Linked DNA regions of Mus musculus: regions 1, 3 and 4 are each linked to region 2. Evidence: chromatin contacts called from public Hi-C, HiChIP or PLAC-seq and promoter capture Hi-C data. All regions are on one chromosome and are shown on one strand. The core of a region is the stretch at or near the end of the contact, and the rest is flanking DNA. Distances in the headings are between cores, read along the strand shown. Region 1 has its middle 35 kb from the start of Steap3. Region 2 holds the start of Insig2 (insulin induced gene 2). Region 3 overlaps Steap3 (STEAP family member 3). Region 4 holds the start of Steap3 (STEAP family member 3).

Region 1 (5,646 bases), core at 2,148-4,647, 1.0 Mb before region 2:
GGAAAAGTGGTTCCCAGCTGGTGATGGGGTTTTAGGAGGTTGTAGAACCTTTAGGAGGTGGACCCTTGCTGGAGGGAGTGGGTTTCTGGGAGCTTGGGAGTTACAGTATGAACCCCATCTCTCTCTGTTCACTCGCTCGTCTAGAGATGTGAACAAGCAGGCCTGTGCTCCTGCTGCCACAGCAGTGAGCCATCCATAGTGATCTCCAAACTCAGCAAGACACGATACAGTGACACAGAAAGAGGTACAAAATTGCCTTTGTGTTTCCCAAAGTGGAAACATTGCAGTTCTTCAGCAGGAGCCGGGAGGATTTCTTTGCTTTGTGTGAAACACAGAGAGCAAAGTAAGTACAGAGAGAGAGAGAGAGAGAGAGAGAGAGAGGGAGAGGATTTGAATAAGGAAGCCACTGACTGGGGAGGAGGGAGGGGAGGAGGGGAGGGGCTTCTTTACATCTTTCTTTTCCTCATTCCGTCTCCTCTGATGCCTATTGAAACAGATTTCATGATTTAAGCAGAAGACAGAAGCACGCTGGTACAGTCACCCTAGTGGCTTCAACAACACCGTGGTTAGAATTGTCAAGTTGGGAGGACCTAGAATTATCCTTGGCTGTGACTCAGAGTGGGTTTCTAGATTGGGCTGATGGGGGTAGGAGATTTACCCTCAATGTGGGCTGCACATTCCATGGGCTGGGAGGGACTGCATACAAAGGAGAAGGTGAGCCCTCAAGGAGACACCATATTCCAGCCTCCTGAGGGTCCCCTATGCTTTGCAGACAGCTTTTCTCTCCGTGTTTCTTGCTGTGTGTATTTCCTTGTCCCTAATAAAAGCCTTTCTTTATGGGGGGGAGAGGGAGGGGGAGACAGAGATTGATCAGCAGTAATCATCTCTTTCTGCTTCCTGACTGTGGATGCCATGTGACCAGCTACCTTACACCCCTGCCATGATGGATCGCTTATATTCTCAAACTGTGAGTCAAAATAAACTGTTTGTTTGTTTGTTTTTTTATTTGTTGTTTTTCAAGACACAATTTCTCTGAATAGCCTTGGCTGCCCTGGAACTCACTCTGTAGATCAGACTAGCTTCAAACTCAGATCTGCCTGATTGGGGCTCCCGAGTGCTGGGATTAAAGGTGTGCACCACTAACATCTGGCTAAACTCTTTCTAAAGCTCCATTTTGTTAGTTATTTTGTTGTAGTCATGAGAAAACTGATGCAACTGTCTTAGCTATGGTTCCATTGCTGTGAAGAGATACCACGACCAAGGCAACTCTGATAAAAGAAAACATCTAACTGGGACTGGCTTTCAGTTTCAGAGGTTTAATCTATTATCATGATGGGAAGCACAGCTGCATGGAAGCAAACATGATGTAGAGACTACATCTGGCTCTGAAGGCAGCCAGGAGGAGACTAGAATATCACACTGGGAGGAGCCTAAGCATAGGAAATCTCAAAGCCCATCCCTATACGGACACACCATACCCACAAGGCCACACTCAGTCCAGGAAGGCCACACCTCCTAATAGTGCCACTGCCTGTAGGCCAACTATTCAAACACAAGAGTCTATGGGGGAGGGGGCAAACCTACTCAAACCACCACAGCAACATACAATAAATAAGGCGAAGGGACAGCCAATGCCTCATTGTGGGGCTTTCTGTTACTGGTACGACACAGAAATCACCTGACCATCTTCTGCACATGACTATGAAAACGCTGTCTCTCTCATGGAGTTTCCCAACCAGTCAGAAGGTCTTGCTCAGGTCAGTGAGATGGCTTTGTGGATAAGGGCTCTTCCAGCCAAGCCTGATGACTTTGTAAGACCCCAACCTTCGGTCATTGGTATTACTTTGAGGATCCCCCAAGTGAGACCCTGAAATGCAGATCGATGCAAAAGTAAGAGGTTTATTTTCCAGTGTGCCTACGTCGACCTTCAATTAGTCCCTCAAGGCAAGTGACTAGAAGGCCACCCCAATGGCTATTACAGGTTACATCAGCAAGGTTACAGATCAAAGTTATTGGCTAAGCATATTGACCTTTAAATCTATTGGCTAGCAAGCATGACACGCATTTGAACTCTACCTGGGACTTTCCATATGGTCAGGTGACTATCAGTCAGTACATTCTGAGATTTTTTTTTTTAACTCTAGAATATTCCTCTGGGTGGAGAATGAAACTTGGCCTAGCCTTGTCCCTAGGCGGGAGGGCGAAGCTGTAAGGAGGGACAAAAGCCCTTTAGAGTCCCTCAACTTGAGTTCAAATCCTAGAAGAAGCAAGGGAGGAGGAGAGAACCGATTCTCACAAGCTGTCCTCTGAGTGCCAAATGCTTGCAGCTGCATGCATACTCCCACAAAATGTCTTTCTTCACCATTGGTTTAGTGGAGGTCCACTTACTTCTTGCCTGAAAACCTCTGTTGGGGGCCATCTTCCAGGATGATAGGGACGTTCTCACAGGATCCAGACCAGCAGTGCTTTGGAGCAGGCCCAACAGGAGGTCTGTTTATCTTCTCACAGTTCAGCCTTCCAGCTGAGACCCTGGGTGGGCCATTTGACTCCTATCCTTCCGTGCTGCTTTGACCTTCTTCCTCTAGCAGCTTCTGTTTGTCTGAGGCCACAGGATCAGCCACCCCACCAGGAGAGGAGAAAACAAGCATCGAGGAGGCCAAGCTGACTCTATTACAGGCTTAGAAGACTAGGCCTATATTTCTGTTTCCAAGAACTGGGCAAATCCAGGCAAGTTCAGGCCTCAGAAGCTGCCCCACCACCCAAGGCAAGGACAGTGTGTCAGTGGCAGTTTCCAGACTTTCTCAACAACAGTTTCCAGACTTCCCCAGCAACAGTTTCCAGCCCCCCCACCCCTGCCCTGCAATGATTCTGGGATGTCCTTAGTGATAGAGCCAAGATTAAGATAGAGGTCACTTACCCTTCCCCAGAATTTCCCTAATGTGCTTTAAATCAGGCCTGTGAGCTCACTTCAGTGTCTCTCCATCTTTGTAGGTGGTAGACCGACCACAGCATGCTGGACTTCTGCAGAATAAAACACTCTTTACATTTACATACTATTTGAACCTGGAATATCACTCTTAAGTGAATCATGGTCCCTTACAGCAGGTGATTGGGTGCCCCTCCCATTCTTCACATACACAGAGACAACACTACGATGGTAAATGTCACATATCACTTTAATATCATGACATCACCACAGAGAGGACCAAGCCACATGAGCCTTGGGGGGCAAACCACATCTGTTGTAGTTTGAACATGAAATGTTCCTTACACATGTCTGAATACTTGCTTGTTGGCTGGTAGTGCTGTTTGGGAAAGCTGCCAAACCTTTAGGAGGTAGAGGAAGTATGCCACTGGGGGTGGGCTTTGAAGGCTTATAGCTTGACCTCACTTCCTGTTTTTCTGCTCTCTGCTTCCTGACTGCTAGTCTGACCTCATGCTCATTCGGTTTGTTTTGCTTGTCCTGCCATAATGGACTATATTCCCCCTGAAAGTGAGGTAAAGTAAAACCCATATTCCCCATGTTGCTTTGTGTCTGATATGCTATTGTCATTGAGACAGAAAAGTAACTAAGGCAACACTCAAGCCAGGCAGTCTCCATAGGGCTTCAGTGGTAGCTTCCACTTCTGTTGCTCTGTTGTCCTCTGCTTCTTTTGAATTCCTCCATCTCTCCTTCTCTCCCTTCCCCTTCATTCAAGGCCACACACAGCTGTATGTCTGCCTCTGAAGAGTGTGAGCACTCTGTTGAGGCAGTCAGTATCCCCGAGTCCCTGTCCCCTGACAGAGATTAGGAAATGGGTGCATCCCTCCTTAAAACAAGAACAAAAAGCAAACGTTCTGTCTTTCTTTTCATTTCCCTCTCTCTCTCTCTCTCTTTCTTTCTTTCCTTTTTTTATTTTTATTTTTTTGAGGCCAGGTCTCCCACATCCTAGGCTGGCCTCAGACCTATTCTGTAGCCAAGAATGACTTTGAACTTGCATTCCTCCTATATCTCCTTCCCAATTGCTGGAATTACAGTTGTGTGTCACCATGTCCAGTTTTATAGAATGCTGGTGATCAAACCCAGGGCTATACACCTTGTAGGCAGGTGTTCTGCTGACTGGTATATGTCTCCAGCTCCTCCTTGCTTCTTTTTGTTTTAACCTAAAATAGCTTTTGTTTTGTGGGGTAAAGATGGATCAATATCACTGCCAACAGCTGTGGCTTGACTTTTTTATTTTCCAGTTAACAACCACTTTTTAAAATGTTTAGTTTTAAAAATTAATTGATCTATCTATCTATCTATCTATCTATCTACCTATCTATCACCTATCTACCTGTGTCTGTGTACTTTTGTATGTGTGAGGGCACAGGGCACATGCACATCATGCCTTGCACATGGAGGTCAGAGGACAACTTGGAGGAGAGATCTCTCCTTCTACCATCTGAGTCCTAGGATTTGAACTTAGATCCTCAGGCTTGGTGGCAAGTCCTTTCATCCACTAAGCCAGTCCTTAATTATTTCTTGGCGTCGCCTTAAAAAGCAGAATGTCTACTGCTGGGGATGTAGTTCACTGGATGGGCACTTGACCAACATGCCTGAGTCCTCCGTTCAATCCCTAGCATGGGGTTGGGGGAGCAGAAGTTGTTCCCTTTGTTCCCTCTTGTTCTTTGCCTGTCCTTGCATTCCTCGGAGAGCAGAAGCTGTCTCAGTCTTCCACCTGTGAACCTGCCTCCTTCCTGGCATCATTAAGACAGGATGGATGGCTCAGCTGCACACCCCGTGCCTCTGCAGCCACTTGATGCAGCAGAGAGCTTTGCCCTTGAAAGACAATCGTTTCAGGATGATAGAACAGTACAGGCTGAAGTCTTCCTTTTGGAGCCTTAAAAAAGGGGAGAAAAATATAAGAATGAACACATGATTAGACTTGAAGAGAAATCAGGGAGACCTCTTGGCTCATGTGTATTCAGGATTTCCAACATGGGAGTAGATGAGGGGCCTAGAGGTCAAGTTGGGGGATGCAACCTTTCCTCTTTGTAGGTATACGTGTGAAAAGAGTACACTTTCTTATCACACAAACATGGCTATTTACAACATGTACATTAAGTTCCAAGTCTACAATTAAACCAAGACATACTAACAACCCCTGATGTCGACAACATTAAAACAGTATTTTTGATGTTGTTCTTTTGAGATTTCTCTCCTGGATGACATAAATAGCACTTGTCTCTCTCTATAAATTCCCAAGAACACACCAAACTATGTTTCTATTCAAGGGTTCACCCCAGAAAACCAGCGAGTTTATTAGGCTTATTTACAGAGGTGTTGCTTACAGAAGCATGGGTGACCCCAAAGCAGTACACTGGGTCTCCCCGCAGCATGGATAATGGTTTCTCCAGAGCTGCATAACTTCATGCAGTATGCACACTATGGAGCCATTCTGGATCCCGAGGCAGACTTACATGTGAACTCTCCTCATGACGCTCTTCTGTCAGAGACTGTTAACAGTCCATCGTGGTGAACTCTTGCAAAGCAGGTATAGCTGGTTGGTCTGTGGATAATGGCGGCTGTTTTGCTTGGAGAACTGTTCTATTAGAACCAGCCATAAACAAACGAGAAACTAAAAAGTCACCACCAGGTTTTCACAACCCTCACATTTCCCCATA
Region 2 (5,809 bases), core at 2,259-4,758:
AGATTTAACTTCTCAAAGTTGTCCTCTTGTTTCCACATGTGTGCTGTCTCATGCAAGCCCCCCACCTCAGCCCCTTCCCCCTCCACCACCACTGATGACCAGTCATAGCAAATTAAAAATTTTTAAATAAAAATTTAAAAGCACACTTATAATCTCAGCATTAGCTAGGTGTGTGGGGTATGTTAAAGGCTCTGGGAACAAATACAGCATAATTTACTTTAAAGATTCTTAAGCTATTAACACTTTTTTGAAACAAATATACCTATATTTTAAGTATTATTCTTATATAAAAATGAAATTAGGTTCTCCAAAATTTTTAATCTTATTGAAAAACTTAGATCATAAAAAGTATATATATATTTTTAAGCTAATACCTCAATGGCTCCTAATGAGTCAATGGTAATAAATAGGCCAGTGTTTTTAATTCCCATTGTACGAAATCAGATAGGCTAATATGTCCTTTTCTTTTCCTGTTTGAAACAGGATTTCACTTATGTAGTCAAGGCTGGCCTCAAATCTCTTGATTCTCCTTCCTTGTTCTCCAGAGTGTGGGGATTAGACTTGAGCCTCCAAACCTGGCTTAACTTTCCAAGATGGCCAGTCAACCTAACAGGCAGCCATGTCTGGGCTAACCACTTTGTCTCCATAAACAGAGTTCCTTCCACCTCTCTGCACAAACACCACACAAGCATCTTAGGTAACACATAGGAAACTTTTTTTTTTTTTTTTTTTTTTTTTTTTGGTTTTTTCGAGTCAGGGTTTCTCTGTATATCCCTGACTGTCCTGGAACTCACTTTGTAGACCAGGCTGGCCTCGAAGTCAGAAATCTGCCTGTCTCTGCCTCCCAAGTGCTGGGATTAAAGGCGTGCACCATCACCGCCCTGCAGGAAACTATTTTTAATGTCCTCATGAACTACTAACTCCAAAACAATGCTTTCTACAATTTAAGAGAACACTTGACAAGAGGACATGCAGTAAGTATTCTACCTTGAGCCCTGATCTACAGTTTCCATAAAGTGCATGAATGAACACAGAAAAACAGTTTGCATAGTTTAGCTACTAGATCAGTGACAAATTATCAAAGCTGAAAAAATACTACCCATGTGACTTAATAGTGATAATGGATTCATAGCATTGCTTTTAGATAGACGAGAGGCCTAAGTAATTCTAGAGCACAAGCAAATCAAAGTTTATGTTCACCATCAAGATCATGCTCTCAGGTAAGAAGCATTTGAGAAAGTATAGAAGTGAAATATAGGAACTTAAGACCTAGCTGGAATTTAGGCTTCTTCTGTTTTTTGGGTTTTTTGTTTGTTTGTTTTTTGTCTAGGTCGTTGACCTCAAACTCAATATATAATCAAGAATGACGGTGAACTTATGATATGATTCTCCTGCCTCTACTTCCCAAGCACTAGTATATCCATCACGCACCACCACACCTGGTAAATCAAGTAACTTAACCATTTAGTTGCAAGCAAACAGGATTATTCATTTTTCAATAACTAGTGTCACATTGGTAAGTTTGCATTCTCAGATGAATCTCTCTTCTGAGACTGGGTTAGATACATTAACAAATAAAAATGTTAAATTACTACCACCACCACCCTTTTTTTAACACATGCTGTGCTCATTAGAACGGCGTTCACAAAACAGAATACGCATCAGCAGGACAAAACCGCAATTCCATGACATGCTTTAACCCTCCTTAAATAAAAGCATACAGATATGACTCTCAAAAGGTGCGTTAGAAGCTCTAGGAAGAAAAAGTGCCGTTGCTCTTCTCTCCCCACATTAAAACCCAAACACAGAAACCATTAAGCAAGCAGCAGTCACACAGCGCACTGCTTTAAACAGAAAGCACAGAAAGCTTAGTCCTTAAAAAATGTTATCTACTGCTTGGTGATAATTTTCTACACACAATAAAAACAGTGTTTTTACTGAACTGTCCTTTATCTTTTCCTTTTCAGTATCTCTATCTAAAACACAATTATCCGTTTTTAAAGCATCAAATTTCCCCGAATACAAAACGACTCATAGATTGGTCATTTCATAATAGATGCGAGCTGAATACTATGAAAACAAGTAATATCAGCGGTTACAAATCCAGAAAAAACGATGGAGGAAGAAAACATCAGTCATTGTTTTTCCCCCGCAGGTCATTAATTAACAGGGGACACCCCTTTATTCATTTTCATTCAGTAGTTCACTGTCTGGGCCAAACCCCAAAGCTAGGGGGGAAGGGGGGGCAGAGAGGAAGCCCCGCATGGAAGCCTTGGTTTTTTTTTTTTGTTTTGTTTTGTTTTGTTTTGTTTTAATCCAGAACTGGAGACTGTCTTTCATTGCTGTGGTCACTGAAACCAGCCAACATAAGTGTCCCAACAGTCAACTCAATTTGCTCTTTCTCCAAGAATTTCCTCATCAATCCTACAAAACAGTAAACACTTCGGGGTATCTATTTCACCCAACGACATAGTTCACACTACCCGTGAACAACTTTTCACTTAAGTTTTAACTCCTTTCGTGTCCCTAAACGCCATCCTCAGCAAAGCACTGTTTTCCTTTACCAGCCGGCTCATCCCCAAAGAACGACGCTAAAGCCCCACTTACTATCACCAACCGACTTCTAGGCCCTGGCAACAACTGCTTGGCAGCACCCACTGATACATACCTAAAAGGTATTCACTTCCGATTCACAATCCCTACTCTTCAACTCAGGAGTCCTCTTATTTCGGTAGATTCTAAACTTCCTACGGTTATGTACCTAATTTCCATCCATCTCCCATACAAGCCTGAGTCTTCCTCCCAGACTACAAGGCACCGAGTCCGGGCAGGTGTACACTAGACAGCTGGCCCATCTCTGTCCCCAAACAGACCTCCAGGGTCGCCCTTTCCGCTGTCCTCCAGCCTTCTTCCACTCTGACAGTCTTCCACTGTCCAGGGACCTCGGCATCCCCCAAAGCCTGTCCCTCTATGAGCCCGCTGGTTTTTCCCTAGATCTCGCTGACCTCTCTCCAGGTAAGCCGGGGACCCCTCGCCCCAGCAGGCCCCACCTGCGGGTCCTGGATCCCCCAACACCAGCTAGGAGTGTTGCCAGCCTGCGACGTTAAAACATAAACAGCTCCTCTTCCCAAAAGCCACCGCCGTCCTCGAGCCGTCCCCGGCCAAATAAGCTCACCTGAGCTCTGCCCGGAGACCCCCAGTTCACCCCCGCCTCCGCCATCTTCAGGGACCGGCCCCCGACCTACTCCCCTCCCACAGCTCCGCCTGAGCCGCACTGCGCCTGCGCCGCCCGGCGGCTTCACGCTGACGGTAGGGGCAGAGGAGCTTCCGGTTGCCTCTGCGCGCACTGCCTCCGCTCTGCGGAGACGGGGCAAAAGGACTTCCGGTGTGCCGGGCACTCCGGGCTGGAAGGAGGTGGGGACCCTGTCTGGGAGGAGGAGAGGCTGCGAAATCAGCTGTTGTTGGTGCCCTCGGGAGTCAGAGGTTCTGGATGGGCATCTGGACTCTGTGGGCGGAGTGAGGGACTCGTGCGCGCACGCACGCGCAGCCCGAGACTCCACCCTCTGCGTGGGCCGCAGTTGCCAGCCGGGTGACAGGCTCCACGGTTGTCGCCTGCAACTTCTTCCCGCCTTGGAGTGTGCCTCAGTATCCTTTCTGAATACGGATTAAAGGCAGCTCTTTGCATCAGCTCTCGAGAGACTTGGGTCAAAGACCAAGCAACACAAAACCTTATCACCTCTGTTACTGTCAAAATTTGACTTAAAGCGCTTCCTTCTTGAGACAGGGTCACACAGTGTATGTAGCCTTAGCCGGTCTGAAGCTACCCAGGTAGACCAGGCAGACCTCGAGAGCTACTTGTCTCTGCTTCCTCAGTGCTAGGATCAGAAGTGTGCGCCACCACGCCCAGCTAAGACCTTCCTTTTAGAACTGGAAACCATAATTAAGAGAATGGATAGTGTGCACGTTGGAGATGGTGCAGATGAGCTGTTGTTTTGGATGGAAAATGGTACAGAGAAGTTTTGTTTTCTTTATTCCTTGAAGATTTTAAGGACTTGAAGTTCGAGTGGGGAAGTGGAGTGCGAATCCGGGAGATGTGTCAGGGAAGTGGGGAGTAAATATAAAAATGCATTGTATGAAGTCCTTAAGGACTCTTTTTTTTTTTTTTTAAAGAAAAATTTCATACATATACAATACGTTTTGATCATTTTTCCTGCCCACCACTACATTCCTCTACAGAGTGTTTTTAAAGGCTAATAAGTGGCTTGATTACCACCTCTGGGCTGTTCACTATATCATCTTTTGGGGAGCTTAGCCAAAAATATATTATGCTTGTGGTCTGATTGCATTGGTCTTAAGGAGAGTTTTGTAGGAACTATGGGCCTAAAGTAATTGCTATAATTTAGCAAGAGAATGTCATTTGGTTAAATGCCTTTGTTTTCATTTACTTTGAACTAACAATCAGATGCATCTTTAACAGTTTCTGATCATTTTATCAACACATTTATTTCTTAAAAATAAGAGAAACTAAACTTGGACCAAAAGACTCAGCATGTAATAATATGGCTTTTCATGTATTTCTAATGGTTTTTGTCTAGCTAATCTTAAATTTAATTCCTGCAGGTTTTTATGCATAGTAATTGAAAGCCTAGGCTAATTATGCTGCACAGATGAAGAGTTTTATAAGGAAAAATAAAAATACACATGGGATAACCCATATTATCCATGATATGATATTTTTGTCAACTTGGCAGGATTGAGAATCGCTATGGGAATACCTCTGGGTGTATGTCTGAGGGATGTTTCTAGAAACATTTCAGGAAAGAAGGAAGGAAGAAGCACATGGATGTGAGCAGCCCCAATGGGGTCAAGAGCTGAATAAAAAAGAGAAAGCTCACTGAGCATCAACACTCCTCTCAGTTTCCTGTTTCTTTCCTGTCTCTTCAGTCAGTGTGACCTCACTCTCGCCTCCATGCCTTAGCTATGGTGATGGCCTGTGTCCTTCCTTAATGGGAGCCAAAATAAACCCATCCTCCCTCAAGTCCTTTTGCCAAGCATTTGTTTTTCACAGCAACATGAAAATCCAGAACAAACTGATGTCAGGGTATGACTTAAGAGGGCGGTGAGATCATATTTATTTTGGCTTACTTTAAAGTTGGTTCTGTGCCATTGGACTGCTGGTGAAGACTTTTTGAAAGTTCAGTTGTGTCTCAGCACTGACTCCATATGTGAAGTCAGGTCCAATTGGTCCTTTTTTTCTAGGTTTTTCTTTTTATAGATATGAAGTAAAATAGTGAACCTGCTAATTTTTAAAGTCCTTTTAACCACTAGAAATATCAGTGATTTGATAGTTCTGCTGTTGCCCTGCCCCAATAATACTTCTTGTTTGTTCTTTCAATGAGAGAGACCATTGGGCAAATTAGAAAGAATAAACACTGCAGCTAAATATAAGCAAACATCCACAGAAGTCACTGGGCTGCTTTTACTTCCCTAAAAGCTTCATTTACTTCTACAAAGCAAAAAAAACAGTAAGAACTTTTGCTTCTTTGAGATTATAAAATGAATCATTTACAAGTTCATTTATCTCTTCTACAACTTCAACCTGAGCAGCTAGCAGACATCTTCAGCCTTAATGGTAATTATTGTATGTGGGCGGATACTTCAGTTAAGGTTCTGAGAACCTGGCACTTGGAAATCTTACTCAAATAAAAAGCATCGAGACAGTAAAACCAAAGAACATGGCAGGTTTTTCTATTCAATGACTGGAACCCCAAATTCTAAAACCTATCTTATCTTTCTTTTATGGTAGTGT
Region 3 (6,048 bases), core at 2,085-4,584, 1.1 Mb before region 2:
AACAATATTTGAAGACTTTTGTGGTTGAACGTAACAGTGAGGGAGGGAGGGAGGGGAGGAAGGAGGGAGGGAGGCAAAAACACGGGGAAGGGGGCTGTGGAACCCCCTGAAGAAGAGCATGGGGCCACTGTGTTTTCTGGGTGCTCAGAAGGTAGGTTTTCTGCCTACAGGCGACAGGGTAAATGAAAAGGGTCCCTATTATTCTCCTCAGGGACCAATTTAATGAAGGCAGGCCTGGGGCACATCCAAGGGGAGGGTTGCCCCAAGAAGAGGATTCGATGGTTATTCTCTGCAATCTCTAATGCTCCCCCCCACCCCGGACTGCCCAGACAAGTGTCCACTCCACGGAGATGTCCAAATTAATGATGGAAAAGGCGAGAAGGCACAGTGATTTAAAGGGGGGGTCACCAGCAACTTAATGGAGAGGAAACAATTATCCTCCTCCCGAAGACCAGGTTCATTAATGGCTCTGGAGAGGCGGTGACTTCACACCTTCGCAGAAGGATCAATTTGCAGGCTCCGGTGGTGACTCTGGACTTTCAGGGGGTGGGGAAGAATCTTCTCAGCTCAGCTAGGATCAGATGGGGCAGCTTCAGACCCTTCCCTGAAGAAAGGACGGACCTGAAAAAGCTCCTGCATAGATCCCAGGGGGTCTTGCTGAGCCTCCCCACGCACGCCCAGGGAAGCAGCAGAGTCCAGACCTGGTTCCCTGTTCACTCGAGGCTTCTTTCTTAGCCCTGGGATGGGGGTAGGCGGCACCAGAGGCATTTCTTGCCCCAGCTTTGCACCAACTTTAGGATTCAGCTAATAAGGAGCATAGAGATTAAAGGAGAGAATCCAACGAAAGACAGTTTCTCCTATACCAGAGTGTCTGTCTGCCTCTGTAGATACCACAAGGGTGGGATCTGCTGTTCAATGTGTGGCATTTGCTTTGAAATGCTTACGCTGAAATATAGGGACCCACTTTTTTTTTTTAGCTAAGTAAGAATAATAGCAAATCTTATTATATGTGAAATATATGTAAGTACATATCACATGTATGGGGTGTCATTCTGAGTATGTCAGTTTACACCTGCATCCCAGGAATTAGGATCTCAGCCACCCACGCATATATCATCACCTCGCTGTGCAGCATCCAGAAAAGAGACCCGAACCCAGCTCAGGGCCCCCACAAGCCATCTCCACTTCCAGGGCCTCACACGTGGCTTGTTTTCTCCCCCTGTGTGTGGTCGCCGGGCAGCATGAACTTGACAGCCCCATCTTTCTCCCAGCCCCTGCGTATCTTGGTGAGTCTGCGGTTGAGGCAGGGCAGGAGGAAGAGGCCCTTGGCCAGGATGATCACACAGGGCAGGAGCAGCGTGAGTGTGAATGTGGGCGGCAGGTAGAACTTGTAGTGGTTTTCCTCAAAGGCACGGGTCCAGCCGTAGGTGAGTGTGTGCATTGTGCTGAGTATCAGGGCCACGAAGCCCAGTGTGGACTGTGGAAAGAGAGAAGGCAGGAATGAGAGGACGGCCCCTGAGCCCAGGGCATCTCTGGGTCAAATCCCAGCTCCCTGTGCCAACTTGGAGGAGTCGATCTTCTCATTTTCCCATGTAAGTCCCAGGAATGAACTTCAGGTTGTCAGGGTTGGCAGCAACTGCCTTGACCACTGAATCATCTTGCTGGCCCTGGCCACCATCCCCTCCCCTACTTCTTGACAGGGCGTCTCCTCTTCTAGTCTACCCTCAAACTCAGTATGTAGCTAAGGATGACCTTGACCTCCTCATCTTTCTACCTCTGTCTCACAAGTGCTCTGTTGGGAAGAGAATCCAGGGCTTCATGCACATAAGGCTAGCTCTACTCCTGAGCCATAGCCCCAGAGCCCTCTGCTCTTCTTCTCTATGATGCTATGATTGCTTCCTAAACTATCTGGGCCTGCATCCCTGGCTGAAAACACACCAGGCTAAAGGCATATAAAGACTGACCCCAGCAGATCTGACTGACTGACGACCGTGCTTTCTGTCCTCTCTTTTGCTTTTTCTTTTCTTCCAACAACACTGTTTGGAATTCTGATGACTCCCAGAAAACTTTTAAGTGGGATTATACTGAAAGAGCTTAAGAACAAAACACTCTACTGATTTCATGTATATTTTCACATATATTAGAATAGAAACAAGATCTGCTGGCATATCCACCAAAATTTTACAGATAATACTTAGCTGGATTATAAAGGAAATTCATTATCAATTGTCTTAAGGAGAAACACAAAGTAGTTAAGAATGGTGGTGAGCTCCAGATAGAGGGAGAACATCATTCAGAAGGTCACTCCTTGTGATGTTCCAGGCTAACATTACAACAAGCATTTTCCAAGGGCTGCCCACTGTCTTCATGGGCACTGCCTTAGTGTGTGTGTGTGTGTGTGTGTGTGTGTGTGTGTGTGTGTGGGTATGTGTGCATGTGCAGGCTGAGGCTGATGTCAGGAATCATCCTTGCTCACTCTTCCACCTTATGTATTGAGGCGGGGGTCCCTCAGTCAAACCAGAGCTTGCTGACGAGCCTAGTCTCAGTAGCCAGCTTGCTTAGGGTTCCCACCCCCACCTCCTGAAGTTGGAATTGCAGATATGTGGCCCCCCTGTCTACTCAGCATTATGTGGGTTGTGGAAACCAAAACTCTAATCCTCAAGGTATGTGTGTAGCAAGCATTTTAACCATCTTCCTAGATCTCCTCCCACTACATTTTTAAAAGTTCAAATAAAATTCCCAAATGCAGCCAGGCATATGCCTTTAATCCTAGAACTCAGGTGGCCAGCCTGGTCTACATTTCGAGTTCCAAGTCAGAGAAACCATGTCTAGAAAAGCCCCCCCCTAAAAAAACCCAAATACAATAAGACCCCCTGCCTCTCTCCATCTGATTTTATTTCTGAAAAATCAGTCAATCAGAGGCTGGTTTCGAACCGATGCTGCACATTAATGTCACCTGGGAAGCTTAGTGGAAACAGGAGTCAGCCCCACCCTCAGAAATTCAGATTCAACTGGTTTAGGGTGGAGCGCAGTCATCTGTTGTTTTTTTTTTCAGAGTTCAGCAGATGATACAAATGTGTCACCAGGACTAAGCCACTAATTTTGGAAACCCTCGCACCCACACCCTTCTAGCTGGAGGTTGAGGAGCCCACGCAGGGCCCCAGGGTGAGGGCCCAGCTCCAGCCCCTCTTCAGATCCTGAACCACTGGCTGCACGCAGGGGCAGTGTCTCCTGCATGGTCCGATGAAGCAGCAATAAGAACTCACTCAGGCCTAGGATGTGGCCTCACAGGAGGTCGGGTATCTCTCCCAGGGATACACCCTGTGTTTGACCCACGTGGGTCAGTGTCTTAAGCACTGAGGGACAAGCATGCTGGCCCAGCATGGAGACCTGCCCAGGGTCCAGCAGCTACATCTAGCATCTCCTATATCACTCCTTTTGTTTTCTGAGTTAGTTCCATGATACACGTGGCAGGAATCCTAACTTTGGGCCAGTAGTTTCTAGCCAGGGCCGACAGCCAGAAAGCTTTTTGATTTTCCAACCCTGCTGGGAAGCCTGGATGTTTTCAGAGAATTTGTTTTCTTTAAAATTCTCTCTGTCCTTGGGAACAGTTTTTAAAATTTCTAGAGGACCAAAGGAAATTAGAAGGAAAAGTCTTGTCAAGAAGCCATTAATAACCCCAGCCCCAGACACGCACACCAAGCTAGGGCCATTTTTATTACACAGAAGCTTGTTAGCCGTGGGTCCTGCTGGCACTCAATTACTACAGCATGAAGGGGCTTTGGCCATCGCTCACCAAGTCAGGGTCAGGCTGGTCCTTGTCATTATTTCAGGCGGTGGCTGCATCAAGCAAGGTCAGAGGAATCGCCTATAACTCAGGGACAGAACTTGGGGTTTCAGGGCTACACCCTGGTTTCTGCTCAGTTGTATTACGTCCTCCTGGACACTTTACAGTGATATAGAATTTAACTGATAGGGAGAGTCCAATACAGCTGATGCTAGATAAAAACAAACACCACCCCACCCCACCCCCAACAAAAAGAAACACAAACCAAAAACTTTGAAAAGCGCTCTGGAGGGCTGGGCATATAACTCAGGAGCAGACTGCTTGCCTGGCATGTACAAGTTCCTGGGATCTATCCCCAGTGCCTCATAAACAGGGCATGGTGGTGCACACCTGTAATCTTATCATTTGGGTGACAGAAGCAGGAGGACCAGAAGTTCAAGGCCATCCTCAGCTATATAGATAGCCAGTTTAAGGCTAGCCTGGGATTCATGGGATCCTGTCTCGAAAAAGAAACAAGCAAAGGGAGGAGTTGCGGGTCTAAATCAGCTATCAGACACTTGCCTAACATGCGCAAAGGCCCGATGTCATCGCAGTACCACAGAAATGCATGTGATGGCCCATGCCTAATCCCAGCACTTGGGAGCTGAGGCAGAAGGGTCAGGCACTCATTCAATGGTTTTCTTTACTACATAGCTCAAGTTTGAGGCTAGCCTGGACTAAATGAGACTCTGTCCCCCAAACTGAACTGAAACCAAACCAAACCAAACCAAACCAAACCAAACCAAACCAAACCAAACCAAACCAAACCAAAATGAAACAAACAAAATAAGACCAAACCAAATCGGACCAAACCAAACTAAACTAAACATAACAAAACAACACCTGAATCACTTTGGAAACAGAAGGTTAAATGCAGGCATATGGGATCTTTTAATGGGATCAATATTTCAGTGGCTCTCAGATCAGCTAAACAAAGCATTCCCGGCCCAGGGATTGGCCCAGGGTCTTTGGAACACCAATAGGTTTCTAAATCCGATAGCTCCTCACTGCACGTGAACTTGACAGGAGTCAAGAAGGCCAGCTCTTCCCTTGAAAACCTCCCATCTGTTATTGGGTACAGAAAGCCTGCCTTTTACGTGTGTCCACTCATAGTCCTGGGTGGGGACAGGGACAAGCGATGAGACAGAAGCTCCAGAACATGGAGATAAAGTTTATCTGGTGAACCAGGGAGGCCAATGGGTGCTTTGGAGCTGATCCTGTGTTCCTGCCACTGGAGGGCAGCATGCACGCTTACGGGTCACCTAGACTTCCAGGCTGTCCCTGAGCATTTTATCTGAGCAGGAAGCCTGATATCTGTATCTCTCCCGAAGTTCTTTGTGGCTTTAGAGCCTTCCCCAGATGGTGGCTGACAATAAAGTTTATGACGTATTTCACATGCCCAGTGGACAGCCAGGCATAACACAGTGAGAGACAGAGACAGTAGCAGTTGGGAGTCAGGTCTGTAGCATGCACCTGTAGTCCAAGAGAAAAGGATCTTGGAGCCCAAGAGTGCAGTGAGACCCTGTCCCCAGAAGAAACCGATGGCCGATGCTTTTCAGAGATAGTAGGGGCGTGGCCAGACACCCCAAGAAGAGGAGCAAGGTGCTTTCCCTTCTCCTCTCACCTGCCTCACAAACATTTCTCTTACAACATTAATTTCATTTTTCAGGAGTGTAAATTGAGGGTTGGGGGCAGGGGCATGGGCATGGTCTGCCCACATGCACAGAGCAGGTGGTGCTGGAACTGGCCTCAGGGCGCCCTGGCAGACCCTCCTCCATACTAGGGCCCTCAGGAGAGGGGGCTGAGGTATCTGAGGCTAGAGCACAGGCGTCAGACACCCACAAACGAAACCCTCGCTTCACTCTCTTCAATATGTAAAGCAAAGCGTGACTTCTGGAGCCCTAGCCGGCTTCTGCTAACAAAATCAAATCCAAAGGCTTCCTGCAGCAGCCAGAGCTGGAGCATGTAATCTACAGCTGCTTAAGGAAAGAACTTTCTGGAAAGGGAAGCGACCCACAGCCTGTTTTAATTGTGACCAAACCACATACCCGGGATACTTGAGGCGGGAAGAGAAAAATCCAAGATTTGGGTATGAGACAAACAGGGATTAGTCCCAGATCAAGAAAAGTCCTTTCCTCCCCACCCTCTTAGGCCAGCGTGCGTCAGCCCTGAGCCCTCCTCCAGGGGCCTTCTGGGAGAAGCAGAGCCCTTGAAATTCACAG
Region 4 (5,686 bases), core at 1,155-3,654, 1.1 Mb before region 2:
TCTGGCCTTCACATGAACGTGTCTATATGTGAGTTCACATGTGTGAACATACAGACACACAAGTGACACACACACAAGTCCTGCTCGTTATATGGACCTTGATTTATGGTGGCGTGGCAGCCAGCAAATCCACTGTAAATTGATGATGCTGTGAGTTTAAAATTCCTGGGAAACATCCAAATTCACAATTTGAAGAACGGTTTCCACTGAACAATGTTGGTGTTGTACCTCCCCTAAAGTTGAAAGATCCTGTGTCAAGCCATCATTAAACAGGGGATTGCCCACACAGCCTGAATGAAAATTACACCCTTGCTGTGCAAAAAGAAGAGATTCCCAGGGACAACGCCTTCTCCCTCTTTCTGACACATGACTTCCCTAAGTAGTAATCCAAGGTTTCCTTGGGGGCATAAGGCTACTGAGGGAGGCAGCCAGCATGTCTCTCTGTAAGTGTCTGGTCCCTGAACAACCCAAATCCTCAGGGTCGAATGAGAAGAGATTAGAAGACAAGGGCAGATCTCACTGTGCAGCAATACATGACTTTGGATGTGTGTTGGGATATGACCTACAGAGGATGCTTCTACTTTATGCATCATAAACTAAGGCCCAGACAGGCAAAGGGAGCACCTCTCGGTCCCAGAGCTGGCTCTGCCTTAATCTAGTCTCAGCATCCAACTGACATCTTGGGTGGCAAGGGCAGAGGCTCTGTATGTGGGTGCTACAGATGTCACCTGGCCAGCACCAGGTTCTAGATTTAAGTCTGTTTCCTTCCTGTGTCCTTTATCTTCTCTCTGAGCTGTTGGGAACAATTTCCCAGTCCCTCTTCTTGCTGTTCCTTTAGAGTGTGGCTGTCCTCCATCCTGGGTCTTAAGTAGGCGTTCACTTAGACCCAGGCCTTTGTTCCTTCCTAGGCTCAGAGACCACAGTCTCTTTCCTTGCCCAACCCGTGTCTACCTCCCAAGGTGAGGTGAGAGAAAAGAGGCTACCAGTCTGAAATTAGCATGTAAAATGTAGTGGCAGATCTGGAGATGGAGGCTGATTGGTAGAGAGCTTATGGAGTATACAGGAAGCCCTGAGTTATATCCCTAGAACCATACAAACATCGTGGTAGTGTGTATTTGTCATTTCCATATTTGGGCGGTAGAGGCAGGAGAATGAGAAGTTCCAAATTGTCCTTAGTTACATGATGAGGTTGAGACCAGCTTGGGCTACAGCAGGCTCTGCCCCAAACAAAATAAAAGCTAATGACATCAAACATGTCCTAAGTGGCACACTTCTGTTTTCTCTGTGGGCATCTCCCCTATCAGATGGACTCTTACAAACATTTTGCTGTTACGTTTCTTGCAATACTACCTGGGATTGTTATTTAGACATCATAAAAATCATTATTTTTTTTTAAAAGGATGGCAGTTTTGTGCCTGCCGAAGAGGAAACAAAGTCCATGCACATAAGCCAGGCCTCCCCCCACACACACTCACTCACACACACACACACACACACACACACACACACACACACACTCACTCTCTCTCACACACACACCCACAGACACACTCACACACACACACACTCACACACACACTCACACACACACACAGAGACACACACACACTCACAGACACACACACACACACTCACACACACACACTCTCACACACACAGACACACACACACACAGACACACTCACACATACACACACACAGACACACACACTCATGCACACAAGTTTGATCTGTTAGAAAACAGCATTTTCTCTCCACATCACTTTGCAGAATAAAAGCAAATGAATAATTGATAGAGCTTTTACAAACATCTAGCTTTTCAAATCCTTCTAGAAAAATCCAGTTCGATTACTCGCAGCCGGCAGTTCTGTGTAAAATTTATAATTCCCGACGGGCCCACATTCCTCAGAAATACATCATGAACATTAATTTTTTTTTAAAGCAACACACACTAAAACCCACGAAGCCGCTGCTTTCTCTGTGTGTGCAAACCAGAGCCCTGCACTCTGAAGAGGCTCTTGTGTTTACTGCCTGAACGCCCTCCCTGAGAAGGTGGCCCTGAAATACACACAGCAGACAATCAATCTCCTGCTTTATTTTGACAAGATCTTATTCTACTGTGCTCCTTGCTGCCAGGCTGAGGCTGTGCAACTCTCAGGGAAACACTGCTCTCTCTGGGCTCTGGTAAAATCTGCAGACCTTCAAAGAACAGCACTCTCAAGTGGACCAGAGGATGGCGTACTAGTAAGTGAATCTGGTAGCTGCCCTGGAGCCCCAACAGACTTACCAGCAACAGGTGACTGCGCCATCTGGCCTCAGGGGAGGTCTGAAGTTTTAGAATGCCCAGACAACCCCGCTGCAAGTCGCCTCTTCTGACTAAAGTCTCCACCTTCGGCAGTCTGACTGGGGTTTTTCAGAATTGGGACGGCCACGGGCCCTTCTAGGGCGTGGGTAACTGGGACACCTCCCCTCTCAGTTTGCCCACCTACAGCTGGCCACAGGGACTGGCCCCTGGAGAGGTGGCTGATGTTCGGTTAGAGAGTGCCCTGAGAGAGCAATTCTGCGGGAGACTTCCTGTTTGGGGAGGAAACCTCACTGAAGTAATTAGTGGCTCAGACTGCAGAGTCTTTGGTACAGGAATTGAGGCAGGATGGCAAGCTGAAGCCAGGATGCATAAAATGAATAAATGTCATGGAGAGGTTGGGCAGAGACACTGAGACCCTTGGAGGTACAAAGCCAGCATTATGGTAACAGAAAGTAGCGAATGATCAATTTCTAGGAGGGTAATTCATTGCAATCACCATGGCTGTTACAGGCTTCTCGAGAATTCTCTCAGCAGTTTGTGCTGATAGGGGGATCTTCTTTGTCACCACATGCCAGACAGTGCCTATAGCAGAAGATGATGGACAGACCGCTCTATTATCATTTCACTGGAAATGGTAGATAAGGGCACACGCCCACTCGCTGCTGGCTGCTGACTGCTGGGTTCCAAGGCTTTGAGGGCAGCCCAGAGTTCAGGAACGGTGCTGTCTGGGCTTGTGTATGGGCATATCTGACTGTCTTCAGCGTGTCAGAACTAGCAAACTTGCAGCCCAGTGAAGTCTGTTGCTAAGCACACACGTCCCAGTCTGTGGCTTTATAAGGACCAGCAACTAGAGCAGGTCCATATTGCTCTGACTGGCAGTCCTCTTATGTCTGTCCCTAACAGTAAAGCCTCTTGGGGGTAGGGCTAGATTCTGGAATCACATGGAGTCCAGTGCAGGCCAATACAGAGACTGGTTTTGTTTTCTCTTTCTTCATGCCCTGACCTGTGACTCTCTTGCTCTTGGCCTGCTCTTTCCATCTGAGTTTGAATATACTCCTGACCCACCCAAATCCCACTTCCTTGGAAATACAATTCCCTGTTGTCGGCATCTATCAGCTCCTGTAGTCCTGGACAACATTTACCCACTCTGAATCAACAAGTAAGGCTAGGTTAGCAGTTGGTTGCCCTAAATATGAACTTGAGTTTAACCGCATGCTAACAGTGTGACCTTGGGAAGGCTTCTTTCCTACTCTGAGGGTCTCACTTAGACCAGGTTGGTCTTAAAGAAAGACCTTGAACCCTTGATCCTTCAGCCCCTGCCTCCCCAGTACTTGGGATTACAGGGATACTCTACTATGTCCAGTTTATGTGGGTCTTTGGTTGGAGCCCAGGACTTCATACATAATAAGCAAGACTTTGGACTTTGCCTACATCCCCAGTGTTCCCTATTTTGACCATTAAGTAAAACAGTGACTATGGAAGCCCTTAAAGACACAGGTTACTCAGTGTTTGCCTGTTGTCTGAATCTGCTCTCTGTTGCTGGGGTACCATGTGATCCCTGGACAGTATCAGCTGAGGATAGAAACCTGTGCATCACCCCTAGTCCCTCATTCTGAGCTGTGCTCCCTTGATGCTGGAAGATGCCTGCGGAGGCAGTGGGGTTCAAGGAGGACTCTCCATCACCAGTGAGCCCCAGAGTCACCCAAAGCTCTGAGCAGCAGGATTTGGGACAGAATTCCTGACTCAGTACAGGAGCCCTTTAGCCTACTGTGTCCCAGACAAGGTTGCTGGGTGATCTCCAGGTCCCCTTAGAGTAGCAGTTCTGAGAGGAAGGGACACTTCCCCAGGAAAAGACACCTGCTGGGTGAAGTGGAAAGGAGCTAACATACTCTCTCTGTAGTTCCTTAGGGTTCTACCTGCTCCCATTGGGGCTTTGCTCGGGGAAAACAGAGGTGCATTAAGGTGTCCATCTCTAGCCACAGAGCCTGGATCTCTAGGAGTAAGGCTTTCCAGAATACCACCCCCAGCCCAATCAAAACTCTTGATGTCTGGGCTCCAGTTGCTTCCTCCCCTTCTAGCTCTGACCAGTCAGGAGCCATCCCTCTAAGGACCATCCGAGGGACTCATGTCATCTTTTACATTGGCTCAGTCTTCGTGGGGGCACTGGTTTGCTGGACACAACCACTGCTTCCAGTTTGCTTCTGACCCTTGCACAGGCAAGGCTGGTCACCCAGACAACCGAGCACTGGCTCCTTGTCATATCCCACACTGTTCAGGTCAACTCCACCAGGAGGGTCTGGGTCACAGCCACCTAGAACAAGTTTGCCCTCAGAGACATCCAACCTCACTGTTGGGGTTCTGCCTCCTCCATAAGCCTGCCGGGAAGAATGACAAACCTCCACCCCACAGGTAACAGGCGTCTATAGTATGGGGAGGTGGTCACTGTGGAAGGCCTGCTCACCAGCCTCAAGAAGGCTTTGCTCTCTTCACAAGTGCTGGGATAACCCACTCCACCCTTCACTGATCTCATACTCCTCCACATCCATGCCATTGGCTAGTGTGATGCTCTTGGGACTGTCTCCTTGTTTGGACAAGCTTAATCTCCTAAACTGAGAACTAAAGAGGTACAAAACAAGCAATCAGAGCTGGAGAGCAGTTCAGTGTAAGAGCGCTTGCCCAGAATGCTCTAACCCTGTGTTTAGTTCCCAGCATGGAAATTAATGTATAAGCACCAGGCTGCTGGCATGAAGCGGAAGACAGACCTGACTACGGAACGGTGATATCCATAGTTGCTCCTGTGGGTGACCAAGGTGACAGGTAAAGATGTGTTGTTTGGGAGGGCTAACTCTTCTGGTGGAGGGCTTTTACACTGTAGGGGCAACTGGGCAGAGGTCTACTCAAAACATTGCTCTGGGGGGCCAGGCACATGGAAGAGAGGCCTTTCTTTACTTGTACTTGGTAATACAGAGGTTTCAGATGAGTTTGGAAGTGGAACAGCTGGGTAGTACTGCCAACTGTGCTGGTCTGAGTGCCTGGCACCTAGTGAGCGCTCTGCAACTGTTACTTGGACGAGGAAGCACGATTTGGACAGACCTAGAGTGAGTGGCAAGGAGTCTCTGGTTTGGGATTGAAAGAAGAGACTGAAGGCTAGTCGGCCCTTGGAAAAGTCATGTGGTTGGGAGGATCACACCATTGCTTGGGCCAGGCTCGGGTGTGTGGGGAAGCTAACCGCTCAGGAATGAGGACTGTCATTTCAGGTGGGATGGCATCAGTGCACAGCAGGCCAAGGACAGGAAGGGGGTGAGCTGAAGCTCTCTGTCAGAGGCTGGGTGGGACAGATTATAGGCCCAGTTTGGGGGTCAACTAGAAGATATGATTTCC

Evidence for each region. Promoter capture Hi-C pulls out the DNA fragments that hold promoters and counts their contacts. A called contact is a pair of places that touch in the nucleus more often than the background predicts. HiChIP or PLAC-seq counts read pairs in DNA pulled down with a chosen protein or histone mark.
Region 1: an H3K27ac HiChIP or PLAC-seq map of acute myeloid leukemia shows a contact between it and region 2, with 8 times the contacts expected there. The contact joins the enhancer-like site here to the promoter of Insig2 in region 2. A contact is called at or near these places in 2 of 39 promoter capture datasets (hippocampal neurons and pre-B cells), 1 of 484 Hi-C or Micro-C datasets (female germline stem cell-derived STRA8 germ cells), 1 of 115 datasets of contacts at active chromatin or transcription factors (acute myeloid leukemia) and 1 of 9 other capture datasets (liver).
Region 3: a Hi-C map of uterus shows a contact between it and region 2, with 3 times the contacts expected there. The contact joins the enhancer-like site here to the promoter of Insig2 in region 2. A contact is called at or near these places in 4 of 39 promoter capture datasets (cranial neural crest, embryonic stem cells, frontonasal cranial neural crest and 1 more), 1 of 484 Hi-C or Micro-C datasets (uterus), 4 of 115 datasets of contacts at active chromatin or transcription factors (astrocytes, bone marrow-derived macrophages, pancreatic cancer cells and 1 more) and 2 of 9 other capture datasets (adipose tissue and liver).
Region 4: a promoter capture Hi-C map of liver shows a contact between it and region 2, with 5 times the contacts expected there. The contact joins the promoter of Steap3 here to the promoter of Insig2 in region 2. A contact is called at or near these places in 10 of 39 promoter capture datasets (the 3T3-L1 cell line, 3T3-L1-derived adipocytes, the C10 cell line and 5 more), 6 of 484 Hi-C or Micro-C datasets (the G1E-ER4 cell line, the HPC-7 cell line, LSK cells and 3 more) and 4 of 115 datasets of contacts at active chromatin or transcription factors (the NIH/3T3 cell line, embryonic forebrain, heart atrium and 1 more).

The regions. Positions count from the first base shown.
Region 1 is chr1:120,290,609-120,296,254 of GRCm38.p6, forward strand. No RefSeq gene overlaps it. Among named protein-coding and RNA genes, the nearest start is that of Steap3, 35 kb to the left of the region's middle. Within about 2 kb of position 3,398, at least 57 of the 459 cell types and tissues checked have an H3K27ac peak or open chromatin away from gene starts, as enhancers often do. A contact at or near this core is called in acute myeloid leukemia and pre-B cells, where this site is marked.
Region 2 is chr1:121,324,516-121,330,324 of GRCm38.p6, forward strand. Insig2 (insulin induced gene 2) reads right to left here and starts at 3,509. Exons shown (of 6, transcript NM_133748.2): 1 at 3,176-3,509.
Region 3 is chr1:120,226,452-120,232,499 of GRCm38.p6, forward strand. Steap3 (STEAP family member 3) reads right to left here. Exons shown (of 5, transcript NM_001379355.1): 5 at 1-1,477. The coding sequence ends at 1,196. Among named protein-coding and RNA genes, the nearest start is that of Steap3, 29 kb to the right of the region's middle. Within about 2 kb of position 3,335, at least 17 of the 459 cell types and tissues checked have an H3K27ac peak or open chromatin away from gene starts, as enhancers often do. A contact at or near this core is called in uterus, where this site is marked.
Region 4 is chr1:120,256,474-120,262,159 of GRCm38.p6, forward strand. It overlaps Steap3 (STEAP family member 3), which reads right to left and starts at 2,405. Exons shown (of 5, transcript NM_001379355.1): 1 at 2,288-2,405. The coding sequence starts at 2,309.